Linked DNA regions of Mus musculus: all the other regions are linked to region 1. Evidence: chromatin contacts called from public HiChIP or PLAC-seq data. All regions are on one chromosome and are shown on one strand. Each heading gives the region's core, a stretch centred on a gene start, on an enhancer-like site or on the middle of the called end of the contact. The rest is flanking DNA. Distances are from core to core; before and after follow the strand shown.

Region 1 (4,412 bases), core at 1,177-3,676:
TTGTGTATGTTTTAACCAATGTTTAACTATTTCTACTACTAGTACTAGTAGTCATATTTACTATATGTTGTTTCTATGCAAAGAAATCAATTTGTAACAAGGTAGTTAGAGAGTAAGAATAGTCGATGTTTGGTTGGTGAGGTGACGTGTGTGTTCGAGAATGCACGCACATACACACACACACACACACACACACACACACACAAACACACTGATCAAGATTTGTCTTCTGGTAGCTTGTTAAAACAGCTGTCAGGGTTAATATTCTATAGAGATTCTTTTAAAGTTTGATCATATTGTTGACATACTCATTCAGCTAATATGTATTTCAATCCTACTGTGAGCTTAGTCCTCCTTGTTCGTAGAGGAGACTGTCACACTCAGGATGGTTTTGGTGGTAAGTCCACAGTGTTTCAGGTTTTAAGTGTTGTTGACCTTTGCACACGTAGAGTGGCTATACAGTGGCCACCTTTGCACACGTAGAATGGCTATACAGTGGCTACTTTGGAGCTCTCAGTGTGTGCACACGTCCTGAGAATTGCTGGAAGGACAAACTCTCAAGGAACTGGCAGGAAGTGATCCCTTCTTTTCCCACATTCCCTGTGCCCTCAGACTCTTTGGGGGCAGAGATCCTTTCCCTGGGTGGAGCATTGGGGACAGGTAGGAAATGCCCACAAGGAGATGTTTAGTGTGTGCACTGTCTGCCCTGTGTTCTGCTCACTGTCTCTTTCCTTCCTGCTGCTCAGCTTTGAGTTCATCATGAGGTCTGACTTTTTTTCCATTTATCTACTCTGTGTTTGTGTGTGTGTGTGTGTGTGTGTGTGTGTGTGTGTGTGTGTCTGAGTAAACACATCTTGCAGGAACTGGTTCTGTCTATGACCTTGAGTTACGGGGTTGAACTCAGGTCATTGGACCTGAGAGCAGGTGCCTTTGCCCACTGAGCCTCTGTTCTGTAGACCTGAAGAACTGCTTGTGTACATGTGGCACCAGGTGTTCTCGATGGCATCAGACTTCATAGGACTCCACTGCCTATGTCAGTGAAAGCAATGTATTTCCTTAAGAGTGTTGATATTCGGGGCAGTGAATCTACTCTTCTCAATTTATAGAAGAGAGATGAATGTGCCCTGGTCCTGCAGGTGGCTGGACTGCCAGGATTCTGGACATAGCTACAAGATGTGAGCCTTCTTATCTCCAGGGTGTTTATCTTCACCTGTATACTCTGTTAGGTGACTTAATAAACTGGTATTACTCTCATTTCACCTTCTGGAATACAGTAGGGCCAGACTCCATCACTGTCTATTCCTTAGGGAAAGCTAGCCTCACTGTGCTACGCTAGTAACAATCACATAGTAATATTCAAACGTTCATTAATGCAGTTTTCAAGCAGATGCAGGTGGGGATTTATCTATGATGAACAAAATTTGATTTCAGTGTGCAATTAGGTGGGCTGTGGGTTTATTTGCATAGGAATAGTAGTGTTTTCAAGGATTGCTTTTATGGTAGAGTCACCTCCTGTCAGACAGAAGAATGCAGAAGTGTCACGTGCCCCCTGTTGTCAAAATGCAGTTGGCATTTTCAAAAACTGAGAGAGTGTCTGGTCCCTGGCTGGTGTTTCAGAAAAGGTTGAGTTTTCAGGCTTTATTCTGTGTCTTGCTCTCTCTCTCTGTGTGTGTGTGTGTGTGTGTATGTGATTGCTTTGTGTATGTGTGAGAGTGTGCCATTGTGTGCACGTTACTGATCTGCATGTGAAATTGTGCCTAATAAGTGTGTTTCCTTTCCTCAGAGCGCTGCTCTTGGGCCTGGCCTGCAATCATAGCCTGAAGGGAGTCTCTCTGGATCTCAGCAACTGTGAGGTAAGGCCGCCCTGACGGCACTGGAAGAGATAACAGCCTCCAAATTGTTTCTGCATTCTTCCTGGGCAAGTGTAATATTGTGATTCCATAGGGAGAAGTGAAGCAGAAAAAAGTTATTATGCAAGTTTCACATGTTCTGTGTTTTGCAATTTTATCTACAAGTCGCCACAGAACACCTTTCCAATAACATTCGCGTGTGCTTTTAATGACATTCCCCTCATTCTTAGCGCCTGTTGCCTGAGTGTTTTATGATGTGTCCCCTGGATACAAAGCCATCAGCTAGCTTCGAATCATGAAAAGCAGTGCACCATATTGGTTTCAGGGGACCAATGCTTAGAGCTGAGCTTGGATTTGTAGGGTGTAAAACAGAATGGCTATCTTCTTAGTAACTCTTTAATATCTTGGTTTAAGTCAGGAACATCAAAATATCCCTTGAAATTATGAAGCAGCCCTGAACAATTCCAGTAGAGGAGCCCTCAGAGAAGAATCAAGGCTAAATACCTATGTGTTAGAGGAGACCTAGACTTTGCTCATTTTGAAACTATCAATTCAAGTGGACATTAGGAAGAGAAGCCCCAGCTACAGACACTTGCCTGCTCTGAGCCTCACTTTGCCCAGCGTGCCCTCTTCATGTCTTCTTCCCAGCAGAATTCAGTCTCTGTTCCTGTTTGTGCCTTTAGGAATGCAGTGCTGTGGTCTCTGCTAAACCTCTTCTTTCTCAAGGCTTTTGTCCTGGAGGGTTGAAACCAAGGCCAGACTTCCTTATAAATCTGTCAGACTGTGTCATCCTAGGCAGACTGGCTGATGTGTTAGTCACTTTGCTCATTGCTGTGACAAATATCTGACAAAAGGAACTTCGAGAAGGAAGGTTTGGTTTCAGGTCCCTGTTTAAGGCTGTCATCATCTCAGGATGCAGAGGACCAGGCAGCTGTCCCATTGCAGCCATAGTCAGGAAGCAGAGAGCAGTGAGTACTGCTGCTGTTTGTTTTCTGCTTGTAATTAAATTCAGGACCCACAATTTACAGCACGCTGCTGCCTGCATCATGTGCGACTTTTTCCCTTAGTTAAACTGAACTGGGAATGCCTCAGCACACATGCCCCAAGGGAGCCTTCTAGGTGATCCCAGACCCAGCTTGGCTTGATAGATGGCTCATCTGAGCCATCACCAATGATGTCACTGAATCTCAGTGTGTGTGTGTGTGTGTGTGTGTGTGTGTGTGTGTGTGTGATGGAAGAAGGATTAGTATTCCCCTAGGAAGCTGTCACCATATCTGAAGGACTGTGTGTGTGTGTGTGTGTGTGTGTGTGTGCGTGCGTGCGTGTGATGGAAGAAGGATTAGTATTCCCCCCCTAGGAAGCTGTCACCATATCTGAAGGAGTGTGTGTGTGTGTGTGTGTGTGTGTGTGTGTGTGTGTGTGTGTGATGGAAGAAGGATTAGTATTCCCCTAGGAAGCTGTCACCATATCTGAAGGAGTGTGTGTGTGTGTGTGTGTGTGTGTGTGTGCGTGCGTGCGTGTGATGGAAGAAGGATTAGTATTCCCCTAGGAAGCTGTCACCATATCTGAAGGAGTTCTTTTTGGAAACGTACCCCAAGTCATCCCCTCTGGCTGTGTCTCTGCCTGCCACACTCCTTCCTTGATATGCAGCACTCACACAATTATACATTTGGCTCTTGTTTGCTTTCCTAGCCAGGTTGTGGCTTTTAAGAGGGCAGTATTTATGTAATATGTGGCCCCCCCTTATTGCTTCACAAAATGCCAGGCAGACATATGTGAAGTTGACAAACTTGGAATTGTTCCATACAAAGTTTTAGTGATGGATTTTGTCCTTAGTTTTGGTGTGAAGGTCACTATTAAGATCTTATTGTTTCAGAAAAGCAAAACTCCACAAAAGCTAAAAACCAAGACCCTAGAATACTAGTTTTGAGTAATGGAGCTGTGAATGTGATCTTTGGCCCTCAGCTTATAAAGATAGATGTGAGGTAGAAACCAACTCCAGCAGCAGAAACCGTTTCTCTTATTCACATTTTGCTGACGTCAAGAAGCTGCTAAGGGTCACCCCCTAAGGAACAGGAAGTTGGTGAGACTGCTATGACCAAACACAGGCCAACTATATTAGCTCTGACTCAACGGTGGCTTTTCCAGCCTGATAAGGCATTCTTTCTCCTTGATCAAGCTGTGACAGGCATGAGTGATCTGCTGACCCCATATACGTATCTAAAATATTTGAAGCAATCCAGCTCTCTGATGGAGCTCTCTTAATACCAACATTGGCAATCATTAGAACATTCATTATGATTAGTTATTTTTGTCTCAGCTATTTTGAGGCAAGACCTTGATCAAAGACTCCCAGGTAGACCTGGTTTAAAACTTGTTCTTAATGTCTTCTTGTGTTTTTAAAATATTTATAAGGTAATATTAGGTCAACCATATAAAATAATTTTGTAAGTTAAAAATGTCAGATAGGCCAGGCATGGTGGTGTACCCCTGAAATCCAAGCATTAGGAGAATTGAGGATACATTTGAGGGCAGGGGGATCACAGAGTTTCTCAAAGGTAG
Region 2 (4,257 bases), core at 99-2,598, 700 kb before region 1:
GGTGCGCAGTAAAACACAGCTGACACCGGTCCAATCCTTGAAACCCATTCGCATAGTCCCTTTTCAGAAAAGGGATTAAGAAATTGAGAAAAGGGAGGGAAAATTGTGATGTTGCTTCCCAAATACAGGGAAAAAAAAAATACCCCCCCCAAAACAAAAAACCCAAAAACTGAAAACCACCAAAACAGGGTAGGTGAATGAAACTGAAATCCCCAGTTGGATTTTACCCAGCCAGATCCATGGCTGTAGTACCTGATTAATTCTTAGTTATTTCAGATTTCACTACTGCTATGAACTGTCAGTGCTTTGCTATTGATTACACTTGGTGGTGAGCAAAGAGAAAAGTGCAAAATCAGCAGAGAAAGAAGGGGAGAGGTACAGGGTTTCCCTGCAATCAACTACAGTGTATACCGGGGGTGGACAGCTGTTGCCCAAAGGAGTCATGAGAAAAAACAGCGGAGTCATTACCAACTTCCCCATCACCCACGTTTTCACCCTCAGGCGGCTGCGAACGCTGCTGCCAAGGAGAACCATGATGGCAGAGGGAAAGGGGGGTCTATTAAACGGTATTAATAGTTATTCCGGCTCTGTGATTAGCCCTGATTAATGCCCGGGATCCAAGCACCCTTAGCCCTGCGGTGGGTTCTACATTCCCCGGGGAGCCCTCCGTATAAATTTGACCCCGTTCAAGTTCGGGATGGTAGGGAGTTCGATTATCTTCGTGTGAGCATGGCTGAGGCTAAGGTGGCGGGTTCTCCCACGTCCCAGGCCGGGCCCGGGGATCACCTGCCTTCGACCCCCAGGTCCCACCCACAACCCCTGGCCTTCAGCGGCAGCGACTCACTCGCACCACGGGAGACACTGGATCACTCGGGTTCTCACTCATTTCAATGTGGAAACAATTCCCGCCCGGGTAGAGGAGGCGGGAAGAGAGTTAAGTAGGAAGGATCAGTTGGGAGGAGGGGAAAAGAAGAGAATAATCGTGTTAATAATAATTACTTCTTAAAAGGAAGCCCACCCTCCCACCCCAAAAAAAAGCAAGGAATGAAGTTCCCGGGTTCTAGATTCGCTTTTCCCGTTCAACAGCCCATGTTTCCCGAGTGGGGGCGGCTGGGTGGTTTCCCAAGGGGACAGAGAGGCCGGGATCTAGGCGGCAGGGCGGGGTCCCCGCGGAGAGGAGAGCGGGACTCGCAGGCCGACCGTCGGTGGGCCGTCTAGCCGCAGCCTGCGGGCGGAGCGGCGGCTGCGGAGGAGGAGGCGGCGGCGGCGGCGGGGGCGCTGCTCGTGGCGCGGGCGGGAGCCATGTCAAGAGAACACGACGGGCCGACGGAGCCCCTCCATGCCCGCTGCGCTGCGCTCTGTGGCCGGGCCACGCGCGCTGCTGCCGCCACTCAGCCCCCACCTGGGCCCCATAGTCGGGCTCGGCGCCCCGGGCGGCGACGGAGGGAAGGACGCGGCGCGGGGTTGGTAGGGGGAGGGGGGAGACGGCGAGGAAGAGGAAAGCGCGCGGGAGGGAAGAGGGAAGGAGGGGAGCCCTGCGCTACGGCCTGTCCGCGGAGTGAGCCCGGCAAAGTTGTCTCGGTTCGAGCGTCGGCTCCCGAGGCCTGCTTCGCCCAACAGTCCGGTTCAGGAAGATAGTCCAAGAGAGAGCCCCGACGGATGGGGGGAGAGAGCCGCAACGGAGGAGGAGGTCGAGCGTCCGCGGGGCCACAGCCTCGGTTCCCCCACCCCCCGCACCGGAGTGGCTTCAGAAGCAGCGGCTGCCGCTGGAACCTCCCGGGTCCGGGGCTGAGTCGCGTTTGAGGAAAAGAAACAAGAACAAACAACTTAAAATGGCAGCGACGGCTGCTGCGTCACCCGCCCCTCCGCGGCACCGCCCCGAGCGCTCTACGCCTGCGCGCGCCCCGGACGCTACCATCTGTGGCAAAAACTGAAGGGGGAGGCGGGAAAAGAAGCGTGAAGGTTTTCACAGTTATGGAGACAGAAAAACCGAAAAGCTAGTAATGTGTGACATATAAAAGTCGGTATAAATAGTGAGTAGCTTTGAAATTAGGCTTTCAGTAAGATACTTCTTTTCCTAGGGGTGTTTGAGAACACACATTTCCCCTATTTATCAATATGGAAAGTCCTAAGGCGTGGCAAGGGTCTCCCGCCACTCCCTCCGCCCCTCTGTCCCTCCGTCAGGCTGTCCAGGTCTCCCCCGCCCCGTCCTTTTACGTCATAAGAGCACGCCCCCTACGCCCTCCATGACGAAGCGGAGAGAGTAGCTCCACCCTGGGCTATGCTGGGGAGCGGTAGTTGGACTTAGGGGGTGGGGTAGGGTGGGGGTCCTGTTAAAGCAGCGGTTCTCAACCTGTGGGTCGCACCCCATACGGGAGAATCCAATGATCCTTTTATAGAGGTTGCCTAAGACCATCGGAAAACATTAACATTCATAACAGCAGCAACATTACAGTTAAGAAGTAGCAACAGAAATTTACGGTTGGGAGTCAGCACAATATGAGGAACAGTACTGAAGGATCTTAGCAATGGGGAGGTTGAGAATCACTGCTCCAGAGATGCTCAAAAGCCAAAGCCGGGGAAGTGGGCGGAAAAATGGGTGTTGGAAGGGCCAGAGTGAGGAAGAAACCCGGAAGACTGAAGGGTGGTTAGGGTCATTTTATTATTCCCTAGAAGTCGGCCAGTTGGCAACAACGGAGAAATCATTTCGAGTTAGCGGAATGAAGCTTGCTTGCACCCCAACGAGTATAGCCTCAGTCCATGCGCCTCTATCCTCACCCCTCTTCCTGCACCACCAAGGCGAACGGACCTCGGGCTTTAAGCGACAGAAGCCCTTGTATGCGTTGTTGCTAGGATCGGAAGAGGCAGCCGAACTCTACGTGTGATTCCTCCACCACAGTGAACAGGGATCCCCGAGAACCTCAGACCTACGTCCCATCTTCTCCTGACTCTCTATCCTCAACGGTAAATGGGACACTGGAACGTTTACTGCTGAATCACGCCGTCCTTGACCCCAAAGAGCGCTCATTCGGTTTGTGAGACTCTGGTGTGATAAAAACGAAGTTACATAATTAATCAGCGAAGGTTGATACTCCACATGAACAAAGCCTGGGTGCTGCATTCCTGACTACTCGGTCGAAACTTTTAAAAGTCCAGTCTCCTAAATAGCTGCTTTTCACTTCGTGAAATCAAAATCTATTAGCTGCAATCACCCTTTATCCATAAGCCAAAGAAAATAAATAAAATCCTATTTTTATGTTTGCCTGCATGCATACTTGTGCCCAGACACCAGAAGAAGGTATCGGATCCCCTAGAACTGGAGTTCAAGATGTACTAGGGCCCATTCTTCAATGTAAGTTCTCCAGAACCAAGGTTGGCATTCCTGATCGTTCCAAATTAGTTCCAACATGAGTCAGCCATAGTGGCTGTAATCCGAGCACTCAGGAGGCTGAAGCAGGTTTGTTGTGACTTCGAAGTCATTCTCCTTCAAGGCCAACCTGGAATACCACAGAAACCCTGTCTCCCCTCCACCACCACCTCCACAAAATAAATATAAATAAAACCAGTGTGGTGACACAGGTTTGTAATTCCAGAATTGGGGAGGCTGACACTGGGTAATCGCTGTTCAAGGTTAGCCTAGTCTATATAACATGTTCAAAGCAAGCCAGGGCTATATAGTAGGACCCTATATAAAAAAATAGAAAAAAAAAAAAAAAAAGAATGACTGGGAGAAGACTCAGTGGGTACAGGCACATGCTGCCAAACCCTACTTGAATTGATCCCAGGACCCACCAGTGTGTCATGAGCACACACACCACTACATACAATAAATATAATTTTCAATTAAGATATATATGTAATAAAACTTGTAGTACTCACTTGGTGATTTATCCCGCAATCATATGACTGAAAAGCTCACATGTGTAAAACAACATTTTAGAGTTGAAGGTATGAACAAGAATATGTGTATACATGATCATGTTCGAGGCCTTTATAGAAGTGAGCACATTTGTTATCGATAATCTAATATAGATACTGTAATGGTGTTTGGGATGTTTGAAGAGTAGCGTAAGCATCACCGTCTCACCATAAGAAGAGCCAGTACCCATTATTAGTCATTCCCCTTCCTGGCCCCAGGAAACCACCAACTTATACTGTTTAAGTTTGCCCTTTTTAGGACTTTATGTAAATGAAATACAGTATATAATGTTTTGTGATTAGTTAAGATCTATTCATAATTTACCAATACTTAGTTTC
Region 3 (4,286 bases), core at 220-2,719, 830 kb before region 1:
ACCGCTTCTCGCTCCAGTTCCCTTAATAAAATACAGGACAAAGTAGTGAACACACACAGCACATATGTGTGCACACCTACCTGTACACACAATTAAATCCTGCTATTGAGACTTCTGCCAGATGTATCTGGCACATGACTGGGAGGCTCTGACTCAGCAGAAGACAAAGCCAACAATTAAAAGAACATCCAAGGCATTTTGCAAATACAATATTCTAACTGGGGCATGTAGTGCTCGCCTGTAATTCCAGAACTCTAGGAAGGAAGACTGCGAGATGTAGGTCATCCTAGGCTACATAATAACATGTTTTCTCAATAATAACAACAACATTTGACTCCACGTATTCTGAACACAAACCTGCTGTTTCTTTTATTCAAATTAAAACTTAGGGTTTCTTTCTTCTGCAGAGTTTGGGGCCCAGATGCAGCAGGAGGATGAAGATTTTGTTTAAGGTGATAGTGCTATGTTCAATCCTCACACCCCTGTTGATTTCTTTTTTAAAATAGGGTCTCAGCCTTGAACTTACCGAGAGCCTCCCAAGTGCTGGCCACAACACCGGGCTTATTATTACTTCTAGGATGATTGTTTCCAGTTACTAAACTTCAGCTCTGTTAGTTGCTTGATGTACAGCAGCTACGTCACGAAGCAAAGGGCAGTGGCTTGGGAGCACCACTGCTCAGGACCAACAGAGGACACACACAGAAAGCATGCAAGAGGAAGCCTCACTTCGACCCTAATTGAACGGTTGCCCCAAATCTCAGTACTCAGGAGCGCTGTGCTCCGAATTCATGAAGGGGATATGTAGAAAAGCATGCAAGGAACCGATCACTGAGCCACACTTCACCCCTCACTGAACAGTGATCCCCAGTTCCAATGCTCAGTAGCCCGAGCATATGAAACCGCGAGTTTGGCCTTTGGTGCCTTCTTTAGACGGAGTGCATATTGCCGGGGCTGGGGAACTGGGGAACAGAAAGTGCTCCCGTCACAATTAAGGCCTAAAGAAATGACAGGTGAGCATCCGACATTGAGAACGGTGAGTTATGTGCACGAATTCATCTTGCTGGGAGTCTTTCCATTCGCAGGCCCTGGAGAAGAACGTGCGGGGAACACAGTTCAAGCTCTGTCTCCTCGCAGCTCCAATCTCAACAGCTCAGAGAGAGGGCGCTCTCGGTGTCTCCGCCACCCCGCGCGTCCCCGCCACCCCGCGCGTCCCCGCCGCCGGGCTCCCGCTTTCCCGCGACCCCTGAGATCCTGCAGCTCGCTTGCCTGTCCCTTGCCGGTGTCGCCGCTACTGCCGGGCCATGGCGACCTGCTTTCTGCTGCGGAGCTTCTGGGCCGCGCGTCCTGCGCTGCCGCCTCCCGGCCGCTTCCGCCCGGAGCCCGCAGGAACCCCGCGGCGCAGCTACGCCAGCGGCCCCGGGGGCCTCCACGCCGACCTACTCCGCGGGGACAGCTTCGTGGGCGGCCGCTGGCTCCCAGCCCCCGCCACCTTCCCGGTGTACGACCCGGCCAGCGGCGCCAAGCTGGGCACCGTGGCCGACTGCGGGGTACCCGAGGCCCGCGCTGCTGTGCGCGCCGCCTACGATGCCTTCAACAGCTGGAAAGGGGTCTCGGTCAAGGTGAGAGCACCGCAGGTGCGGGATCCCGGCCTAGAAGGAAGCAGAGATCCACAGAGTGAAACAAAGTGAAACCGGTTCCTCGGGATACACAGTACGGAAAGCCAGAGCAAACAACAAAAAGAGATAAATTAGTTTGGAGCATGCGTACGGTTATCAGATCCCCTTCCTACATGTATCGACAGGTGTGCATAATAAAAGTGAGCTATGTCAGCCAGCCTATCTGAGAGAGAGAGAGAGAGAGAGAGAGTAGAAGGAAGATGAGAGAGAGCCCTGTATGTGAAAGCTGTATGTAGGGAATGTGTATCTGTATATGTAGGTTGCATGTTGGGGCTGTATGTGTAGGAGCTGTGTCAAGGACACTGAGAAAGGACATGTGAGCTTCGTTCAGAGGAGGGAAAAAGTCTAGGGGCATTCTCTGACTTTAGGTCTAAATGCGCTTACTAACAGAGATGGCTGGACAGTGGAGGGTAGATGGTGAGGACAGAAAATTATTTTAGAAAAATTCTTCCTCCTTTATTTTTGATAGTACCCCTGCAGCCAACCCCATGAAATCATAGTCTCTTTATCCTTCATTTCCTGCTGCTGTCTCCTGATGAGGGTACAAGCACTAGAGCCTTCACATTGGTCCACCCTTCGTGGGGGTGCCACGTATTTCTGGAGGTGCTTGGAATACAGAGTCCAGAAAAAAGGTTGGGGGAGGCTGGAGAACGGTTCGCCTTTTGAGATGTACTTGCTGCTCTTGCAGAGTTTCTGGGTTCAGTTCTCAGCGCTCCCGGGGCAACTCTCACCAGTTTGGGACTCCAGTTCCAGGGGATTGCTGAAGGCACACATACATGCATGCAAGCCAATGCTCATATGCATAAAATAAATGAATCTTAAGAAAATCCAGCCCCTTATAGAGCTTACGTGATGTTTTGGAGATCCAAACTGCAAGCTGTAAAGAGCAAGGAAGTGTGCTGGAACTGATGAATAATGTGGGGGCAAAAGACACATGCAGGCCCAGAGGTCAGAGGAGAGGCCAAGGTGGCCATTTGGGCAGCTTACAGTGACAGGAGTGTGTCTTCCTGCAGTTCCCGAGGCCAGAAGTCAGAGGCTGTGCTGGCTAAGTTCTATGTGAACTTGGAATAAGCTAAGGTCATCAGAGAGGAAGGAGCCTCCATAAGACTGGACTATAGGGAAGCCTACAAGACATTTTCTTAGTTAGTGATCAGTGGAGGAGGGCCCAGTCCGTTGTGAGTGGTGGCATCCCTTGTCTAGTGGTCCTGGGTTCTATAATAAAGCAGTCTGAGCAAGCCATTGGTAAACAGCACCCCTCATTGGCCTCTGCATCAGGTTCCTGCCTCCAGGTTTCTGTCCCTGTTTGAGTTCCTGTCCTGGCTTCCTTCCCTGATAAACAGTGTTGTCGAAGTGTAAGCCAAATAAACCCTTTCCTCACCAACTTGCTTTTTGACCATGATGTTGTGTTGCAGCAATAGAAACCCTAAAACAGAGATCAAGATGGCGGCAGGCCTGGTTTCATCTGAGGCCTTTCTCCCAAACTTGTAGACATCATGCTTTTTCTCCAATTGGTCTGTGTGGTTCTATCACCGTGGCCTTCTTCTGGGGCCAGTTGTTGACTGAAGGCCTAGCTGCCTTTAATCACTTCTTTAAAGACTCATTCTGAGGCACTGATGAGGTGACTCGGGGCTTCAACACCTCCCTCTAGCAGGGGGCACATTTTCTCCTATAACATCAGGGTTGGCCTTTCTGAGGATATTAGGTATAAGGATGAAGAGAGGCAAGGGGAGATCCTGAGCAACTCGGGAACATGGCTACTGGGCTTCCAGAACAGCAAGGAGGCCCTTGTGGCCTAGAGTGGACCAAGAACTAAGAAGAGATGCAGGGAGCTGTCACAGAGCTTGGGGAGGAAGGAGCTGCTTCATTCAGGACCTGTGGACCATCTAAGGACTTCCCAGTAGACTTTGATAATGGTAATGGGAGTTCTGAAAGAGGCTGTAAGAGGGCCGTGGCCGATGAACGGGCCTGTGCTTGCTTTTGTTATTGTTGTTTCTTTGTTTTGGGAATAGGGAAGTTCTTGAGGCATGCTAACTTGATAAAGAAAATAATTTTGTTTTCCCTATGGATTTAGCTGGTAGGAATCCACAATCAATAGTAGCCTGTACTGTTTGGAGGTCTATGGGACCTCAGTGGCTAACAACTCCAAAAGACATTATCCATTGCTGGTACTGGGTTCTTTATTTGTCAGCATGTGGTGCTTAAAAGGGTGTTGCTATCCTGTTAGAGAGTAACTTATTTTAAATCCCTCTATCTATGGAAGCTTTTATAGTAGACAGTAGGTTTCCATATGACTTTAAAAAAGAAAAAGAGAGGTCTTTAGTGTTATTAAAAGCTCTTGCCAGTGCTGTGGGTTACCTCCCAGAACATGATGGTAAGACCTATTGCTGAAGACACCAAATATTTGAGTGATGGGACAAAGAGGCATCAAGCTAGACGTGATGTAGAAATTTCACTTCTATCGCTGTCGTAGAGCTGGACAGTGCTGGGTGTGTGCTGGCTGGATTGTCTTGTCAACTTCACACAAGTAAGTCACCTGAAAAGAGGGAATCTTAATAAAATGACTGGCCTATAGGAAGACCTGTAGGAGATGATCTTGGTTGATATGAGATG

Evidence for each region. HiChIP or PLAC-seq counts read pairs in DNA pulled down with a chosen protein or histone mark.
Region 2: a contact with region 1 is called in an H3K4me3 HiChIP or PLAC-seq map of bone marrow-derived macrophages, with 3 times the contacts expected there. The contact joins the promoter of BC005537 here to the enhancer-like site in region 1. A contact is called at or near these places in 1 of 484 Hi-C or Micro-C datasets (granulocyte-monocyte progenitors), 3 of 115 datasets of contacts at active chromatin or transcription factors (bone marrow-derived dendritic cells, bone marrow-derived macrophages and double positive thymocytes) and 1 of 9 other capture datasets (adipose tissue).
Region 3: a contact with region 1 is called in an H3K4me3 HiChIP or PLAC-seq map of bone marrow-derived macrophages, with 4 times the contacts expected there. The contact joins the promoter of 9330162012Rik here to the enhancer-like site in region 1. A contact is called at or near these places in 1 of 39 promoter capture datasets (pre-B cells), 1 of 15 datasets of contacts at CTCF or cohesin (large pre-B cells), 2 of 115 datasets of contacts at active chromatin or transcription factors (bone marrow-derived macrophages and pro-B cells) and 1 of 9 other capture datasets (liver).

What each region holds. Positions count from the first base shown.
Region 1 is chr13:24,103,750-24,108,161 of GRCm38.p6, reverse strand. Carmil1 (capping protein regulator and myosin 1 linker 1) reads left to right here. Exons shown (of 38, transcript NM_026825.3): 17 at 1,784-1,853. Among named protein-coding and RNA genes, the nearest start is that of Gm33573, 74 kb to the left of the region's middle. Within about 2 kb of position 2,426, at least 52 of the 459 cell types and tissues checked have an H3K27ac peak or open chromatin away from gene starts, as enhancers often do. A contact at or near this core is called in bone marrow-derived macrophages and granulocyte-monocyte progenitors, where this site is marked.
Region 2 is chr13:24,798,748-24,803,004 of GRCm38.p6, reverse strand. BC005537 (cDNA sequence BC005537) reads right to left here and starts at 1,348. Exons shown (of 5, transcript NM_024473.3): 1 at 1-1,348.
Region 3 is chr13:24,934,584-24,938,869 of GRCm38.p6, reverse strand. It overlaps 9330162012Rik (cDNA RIKEN 9330162012 gene), which reads right to left and starts at 1,469. Exons shown (of 2, transcript NR_102323.1): 1 at 1,267-1,469; 2 at 1-1,085. Aldh5a1 (aldhehyde dehydrogenase family 5, subfamily A1) reads left to right here and starts at 1,209. Exons shown (of 10, transcript NM_172532.3): 1 at 1,209-1,619. The coding sequence starts at 1,302. It also overlaps a transcript of Gpld1 not described here.